Linked DNA regions of Mus musculus: region 1 is linked to region 2. A link is a contact called in public HiChIP or PLAC-seq data. All regions are on one chromosome and are shown on one strand. Each heading gives the region's core, a stretch centred on a gene start, on an enhancer-like site or on the middle of the called end of the contact. The rest is flanking DNA. Distances are from core to core; before and after follow the strand shown. Region 1 overlaps Desi1 (desumoylating isopeptidase 1). Region 2 overlaps Aco2 (aconitase 2, mitochondrial).

What was found. HiChIP or PLAC-seq counts read pairs in DNA pulled down with a chosen protein or histone mark.
Region 1: an H3K27ac HiChIP or PLAC-seq map of embryonic stem cells shows a contact between it and region 2, with 6 read pairs. The contact joins two enhancer-like sites. A contact is called at or near these places in 1 of 39 promoter capture datasets (embryonic stem cells), 1 of 115 datasets of contacts at active chromatin or transcription factors (embryonic stem cells) and 3 of 9 other capture datasets (adipose tissue, liver and pancreatic islet).

The regions. Positions count from the first base shown.
Region 1 is chr15:81,995,823-81,999,031 of GRCm38.p6, reverse strand. It overlaps Desi1 (desumoylating isopeptidase 1), which reads left to right. Exons shown (of 6, transcript NM_134095.3): 5 at 800-922. It also overlaps a transcript of Xrcc6 not described here. Among named protein-coding and RNA genes, the nearest start is that of 1700029P11Rik, 17 kb to the right of the region's middle. Within about 2 kb of position 1,826, at least 6 of the 459 cell types and tissues checked have an H3K27ac peak or open chromatin away from gene starts, as enhancers often do. A contact at or near this core is called in embryonic stem cells, where this site is marked.
Region 2 is chr15:81,890,659-81,893,902 of GRCm38.p6, reverse strand. All of the region lies in intron 2 of Aco2 (aconitase 2, mitochondrial), which reads right to left. Among named protein-coding and RNA genes, the nearest start is that of Aco2, 20 kb to the right of the region's middle. Within about 2 kb of position 1,527, at least 64 of the 459 cell types and tissues checked have an H3K27ac peak or open chromatin away from gene starts, as enhancers often do. A contact at or near this core is called in embryonic stem cells, where this site is marked.

The DNA of each region.
Region 1 (3,209 bases), core at 577-3,076, 100 kb before region 2:
CTTTTAATCCCAACACTCCAGAAGTGGAGGCAGGAACATTAGAAGTTTGAAGTCATTCCCGCCTACATTTGGAATGAAAGGCCTACCTGCGCTATAGAGACTCTGTCTCAAAAGAAAAAAAAAAGTCAAAGCCTGGTAAGATGACTCATCAGCACAGGTATTTGCCATAGGGTGCAACAGCCAGCCTGAGTGTGAACCCCAAGGCCCACACTATGGAAAGAGAGGACCTGCTCTCAAACATTGTCCCCACACACATACACACAAAATGAATGTTTTAAAAAAAAAAGATCAAGGAGGGGCTTGAGGGATGGCTTAGAGAATAAGGATATTTGTTGAGAGATTCTTAGAGGATAAGGCTTGGGGATCAGTTCCCTGGACTCACATGGAGACACACAACAGCCTATAACTCCAGTAACAGGAGTTACAGTCTTCTGGCCTTCACAGTCTATAGGCACAAACATGGTACACATACATTTATACATGCTCATCTGCATAAAATAAGTAAATATTTTTTTAAAAACTAGATAGCTTTATTAAGTGTTCACCTCTGATCCTAGTCCCGATGTGAGTGTAGATTCTGGAATTATATAGAAACCATGTGTTTCTGCTTCATCTTTCCCTTGTAAGTCACTGCTCAGAGGTCCAGATCTGCAGACAGCAGTCCTTCTGGAGGGTGTGAGAGGACTGGTCATAGTCCTAACATTAGACTCTGCCCACCTTCCCACTCAACAGTCACAGTCACGCCACATAGATGCTGCTGGCCCTCTCATCTGCTCTTCAAACCTCTCTCCATGTACAGAGGAGAAGCCTACAACCTCTTTGAACACAACTGTAACACCTTTAGCAATGAAGTGGCGCAGTTCCTGACTGGGCGAAAGATCCCTTCTTACATCACCGACCTGCCCTCAGAAGTTCTTTCCACGTGAGTGTGACTACTCTGTTTCTACCCCTGCGAACTCTGAAAAAAATCCCCATCTGAGGCAGTCAGGAGATTCAGACCAGCCTCAGCTCCCTAATGGACTTCCTGAGAAGAGCCTGGGCTCTGTGGGACCCTGTCTCAGAAATAAAAGGAAAGACAGGAAACCCTCAAACTTAGTGCCCCTTCCCTAGGGCAACCGAATCCTCACATCCAGTAGGACCTGTCTGGTGGCAGATTCCACCACAGAAGGCCACCATTGTTCCCAACTACCAGTGTGCACTAGTCTGACCTTCGGCCTCCTTGGAGCTGGGTTTTAGTGCCACCACAGAATTTAGAAACCTACTTGACACTAGTTTTGATATTTACATAAAACCCCAGTATCTAATACACAAAGCCACTTCCCAAAAGTGCTTATCTATAGTTTAGGCTTGGGGAGGTGGCAGAATCCAGAGTAACAGGACAACCCAGTTCCAAACTGTGACTTGTCTCAGTCATCCACACCCTGAGCTCTGATGCCCTCAAAAGACCAGATTCTGCGTGTCCTTGAATTCACAGTTCAAGGAAAGCCCTCAACAGAGGTTTCCTCTGCCCCTGATGGGTCCAACCTTGGGAAGGGCCTGTGGGCCATCTCCCAGATGACATCTCAAGAAAGGACACATACTCCCTTTTCTGATTCTATCAAGCTGCCTCTGCTCACTCTAGGAAATGTAACACTCGTAACACCTCTGGCTTCAACTGAATCGGGTGGGGTCCTGACCAACAGGGGTCCTGACAGATAAACGCCTCATTTCAAAACAAAACAAAAAAAACTACGTAGAAAACAGGGCTGCTCAAGAGCTGGGTCTCCTAGGCCTCAGACTGTCTTCTACCTAATAGATGTTCAAAACCCTGCCTCCAGATCTAGGTCATGAGACTCTGAGCACGATGGAGTAGCCAAAGGCTTTTCCTGTTAGTGGGTGGAGTCTCTGAGCTTGTCTGAGTGGGAGTTGATTTAACCCTTGGAGCAGTTTACGAGGAATTTTATTTCCTTGATTTTAGGGGTGATTTAAATACGGCAGTACCAGCTTCGCACAGTGGTGTGCGCGTAGAGTCCTAGCACTTGTGAGGCCGAGGCAAACAGCGTGACAGTGACTTGAGACAGCATCAGTCTGAGCTACACAGTGAGTTTGAGGCTAGGCTAGGCTACATATTCAGTAAGGAAAGGGGGGCTAGGCTACATAGTAAGGAAAAGGGGGTGGGGTACATATTCAGTAAGGAAAGGGGTGCTGGGGTGCGCTGAGCATAAAGCCTGTTCCCAGAGTGTGTCATGAGCCACTATCTTTTGTGGGCACTTACTTTTTAAGACAGGATCTCACTATGTAGCTAGACTAGCCTAGAGCTCATTTCATAGACTATCCTGACCTCAGACGCACAGATATCAGCATGCACAGCCTCCTGAGTGCCGGGATTAGGACCTAAGGCACAGTAATCTTGAACTCTCCAAACTCCATCTTTACAGTGATTTTCAGCTGGTTATTGTTACAGGGACAAACCACGTGCCCTCTAGAAAATGACATCAACACTTGGCAACTTCGCATGACCAGTTACTCTGAATAGAAGAGTATGTTTTCTGGAAGAATCTTTGTTTGTTTGCTTGTTTTTTTGTTTTTGTTTTTTGAGACACGGTTTTTCTGTGTAGTCCTGGCTGTCCTGGAACTCACTCTGTAGACCAGGCTGGCCTCGAACTCAGAAATCCGTCTGCCTCTGCCTCCCAAGTGCTGGGACTAAAGGCGTGCGCCACCACGTCTGGCTACTGGAAGAATCTTAATTTTGAAATATGCCCACTCCCAGCTTATCATCCTGATTCCTTCGGCTTTATGCCTAGCTTCCTCCTCTCTCCTCAGCTTGTATCTTCTTCAAAAGAATTGTTAGAAAGAAGCTGGGTGTTTTGGTACATGCCTGAAATCCCAGCACTTGGGAAGTAGAGACCAGAGGATCAGGAATTCAGGGCCAGCCTCGACTACATGAGACGTGTCTTAAAGCTATCCCTTCATCTAAGGATACAAATACAGCAGTCTGTACAGAAAGCTCTAGTCCCCTCTGGGCGGCCAGCCTGTTCAACGGCAACTCAGCAGGCCTTGCAGGGTCAGTAAGAAGATGGTAGGGCCACACAGAGAAGGGGGCCTGGGAGTAAATCCATAGGGCGAGCTACTTGGAAGATGGTTAGTGAGCTTTCTGCTCCTGGAGCACAAACCTGGGATACTCAGCTCATAAAGAGGAAGACTTTACATTGGCAGTCCATGGTCACCTA
Region 2 (3,244 bases), core at 278-2,777:
AAAAGCTCACACTAACAGCATTTCCTTGGTTTTAAGACTTGGCTCAGAGAGCTGGCAAGATGGCTCAGCAGGTAAGAGCACTGACTGTTCTTCTGAAGGTCTTGAGTTCAAATCCCAGCAACCACATGGTGGCTCACAACCACCTGTAAAGAGATCTGATACCCTCTTCTGGTGTGTCTGAAGATAGCTAAAGTGTACTTATGTATAATAATAAATAAATCTTTAAAAAAAAAGAAAAAAAAAAAAAAAAAGACTTGGCTTCAGACTCATGACAGTCTTCCTGTCTCAGGCTCCTGAGTGCTGGGAGCAAAGGCATGTGCTACTGTTGCCAGGCGCTTTGTTTTGTTTTCAAGATAGAGAATGCTCTCTATAGCTTAGGCTAGCCCCCAACTTATGATTCTCATACCTCAGTCTTCTACCTCAGCATTCCTAATGCTGGCATTACATGCCTACATACTATACCTGGCTATTTGTGTGTGTGAATGTGTTGCTGTTTAATTTAAAAATTATTTTTATTTTATGGGCATGTGTGTTTTTGTGCGTATGTGTGCATCATGTGTGCATGTAGAACCCAAAGAGGCCAGAAGAGGAAGTGATATTGGATCTTCTCCTCCTCCTCCTCCTCTTCCTCTTCTTCTTCTTCTTCCTTCTCCTCCTCCTTCTTCTTTGATTTTCAAGACAGGGTTTCTCTGTATAGCTCTGTCTGTCCTGGAACTCACTCTGTGGACCAAGCTGGCCTCGAACTCAGAAATCTGCCTGCCTCTGCCTCCCAAGTGCTGGGATTAAAGGCGTGCTCCACCACCCAAATTGGATCTTCTTAAACTGAAGTTACAAGTGATTGTGAGCTGCTATGTGAGTTCTGGGAACCAAACTTGGGATCTCTAGAAGATCAGCAGTAAGTACTTAACTCTCTCTAGACCCTTTGTCCTGTTTTTTGTTTTGTTTTGTTTTGTTTTTTGGGTCGGGGGTAGAGGGCAGGGGGGCAGGACTAGGAATTTACTTTATAGCCCAGATTGGCTGCAAGCTCAAGAACCAACTATCTTGACTTCATGAGTGTTAGAATTACAGGTACACTAGAATTTGTAGATACCTGCCACCAGCTTGACATCGTTCTCTTATTTTCAAACAGCTTTATTAAGATAGGACACAGTAGCTCTGTGCTCTCAGCATTCAGGAGGCTGAGGTGACAGGACTGACACAGTGTAAGATGAGCCGAACAGTTAAGGCTGGTCAGGGCTACAGAGCAAGACTTTCCCTCCTCAAACAAGCAAAGGCATCCTGAGAGGCCGCTTTACTGAGGTATAATTAGACTGATAAGCCCTGTACAGGGCATATGTTTTGGAACTGGAAGTAGCTCAGATGCAGAGCAGGAGGTGCTAGGACCTTTACTTGGTCCTCATTACCACACACACAAACATCCCGAAACCCACACCCCAAAGCCCTTCCCTGCCCTCTGGTAATAACCCAGCCCATTCCCAGCCTACCATGCTCTCCAGTCTGTGACCAAAGGTCAGTGTTATGTGACTAGAGCCCTAAATCCTGGGATTGTTTATGTGTGTGTGGACATGTGCAAATAGGTATCTGTAGAGGCCAGAGGACTGGCGATCCCCTGGAATCAGAGTCATAGTGGATGGTGCCAGGAATTGAACTTGGGTCTCTCTAGAAGAGAACACTGAGTCATCTCTCCAGTCCCTACTCTTAGGCTTTCATAAGCACTTCATGCATAGAACTCATTTATACTCACAGTGCAGATGAGGAAACTGAGGCTCTGGGAGGAAAGTGAGTTCTCCCAGGTCCCAAAGCTGAGGTACAAAACTAGATGCAAGGATCCAACAGGGTGTGCTGTCTGTGCTCTCATGCTGACTCTACTGCTGACCCAGCATGACTCAGCAGGAAACGTGGACCCTTCCTTCTCCTCTGCCTGCCTGGGCCCATCTACTAATCTCAGTCTCCTAAGCCCTTGAACTAAGAGCTCTTCTCTAAAGTCCTAGATGGCCGGGCGGTGGTGGCACACACCTTTGATCCCAGCACTCGGGAGGCAGAGGCAGGCGGATTTCTGAGTTCGAGCCCAGTCTGGTCTACAAAGTGAGTTCCAGGACAGCCAGGGCTACACAGAAAAACCCTGTCTCGAAAAACCAAAAACCAAAAAAAAAAAAAAAAAAAAAGTCCTAGCTGTTCAGCTCAACTGGTAGTTCTAAGAATCTCTAGGTCTGCTTCATTAGAGAAGCCAGTAAAAGCAGCAAGGCTGGCCCTTTGCAGCAGCATATCCCAGGCAGGTGGGTGGCAGTGACTCACTGTATAGAATATAACCTCTCTTTCTGGGCTCAAGAGAGCTGAAAAATAGCACTAAAACCTTGAAAGAAATGCCTGAAATGCTCTTTAAACAAAGACCAGCCCGACACTGGGCTGCTTAGAAGGCTCAGCAAGTAAAGGCGCTCACCTCCACAATAGGTGACCTCAGTGTGGCCTGAGATGAACACACTCTAATACAGTATATGATGTACAGCTGACAGTGAGCAAAACTAGGGCAGCTTACCAGTACGTCTTCTGATAGAGAGTGACTTCGGATCTCTATCTATATTTATCTGTCCCTCTGTTCTTCTGGGTGGTGTTCTGTTCCTGGAAATGGAGTCTGGCTCTACTGTCAAAGGCTCTGAGAGGAGGAAGAGTCCCCTAGCCGTGCTCTGCCTTCTTTAAAGCTCTTAGACTAGCTTGATCTTCCTTAGGTCTTATGGGTGCAGTTACAGCCGTTGTAAGCTCATGTTTGATCAAGACACATGACATGCATGTTTGAAATTCTCAAACAAGAAAACACATTCTTTAGAATAAAAAACTTCTTAGAAGAGCCTTACCTCTACTTTTTCTCTATGTCATGGTTTTTTAGCCCTGGCACTACCTACACGTGGGCCAGGTGACTCTGCTATAAGGCTGTCCTGTGGCTGTTTAGTGGTGTTGTTAGTTCCTACCCACTACGTAGTAACAACCCTCACTCTGTTTCTAGTAAAGATAACTAAGAAATGTCTTGACGTACTGCTGAGCATCTCCTGAGAGCAAAACCAACTCTCTGAGGACAGCTGCTTGGTTCATGGCGACAACAAGAAAGGGCAGTTTTTCCAGTTACCTGAACCATGCAGATAGTTACCAGAATTCTCTGGTTAACACAGGGGAAAAAAATGGAAATTTTTTAGTAATTTTATTGACAAAGTTAAAATCTAAATATTGGTTTTGTTGCTTCAGCCAATTG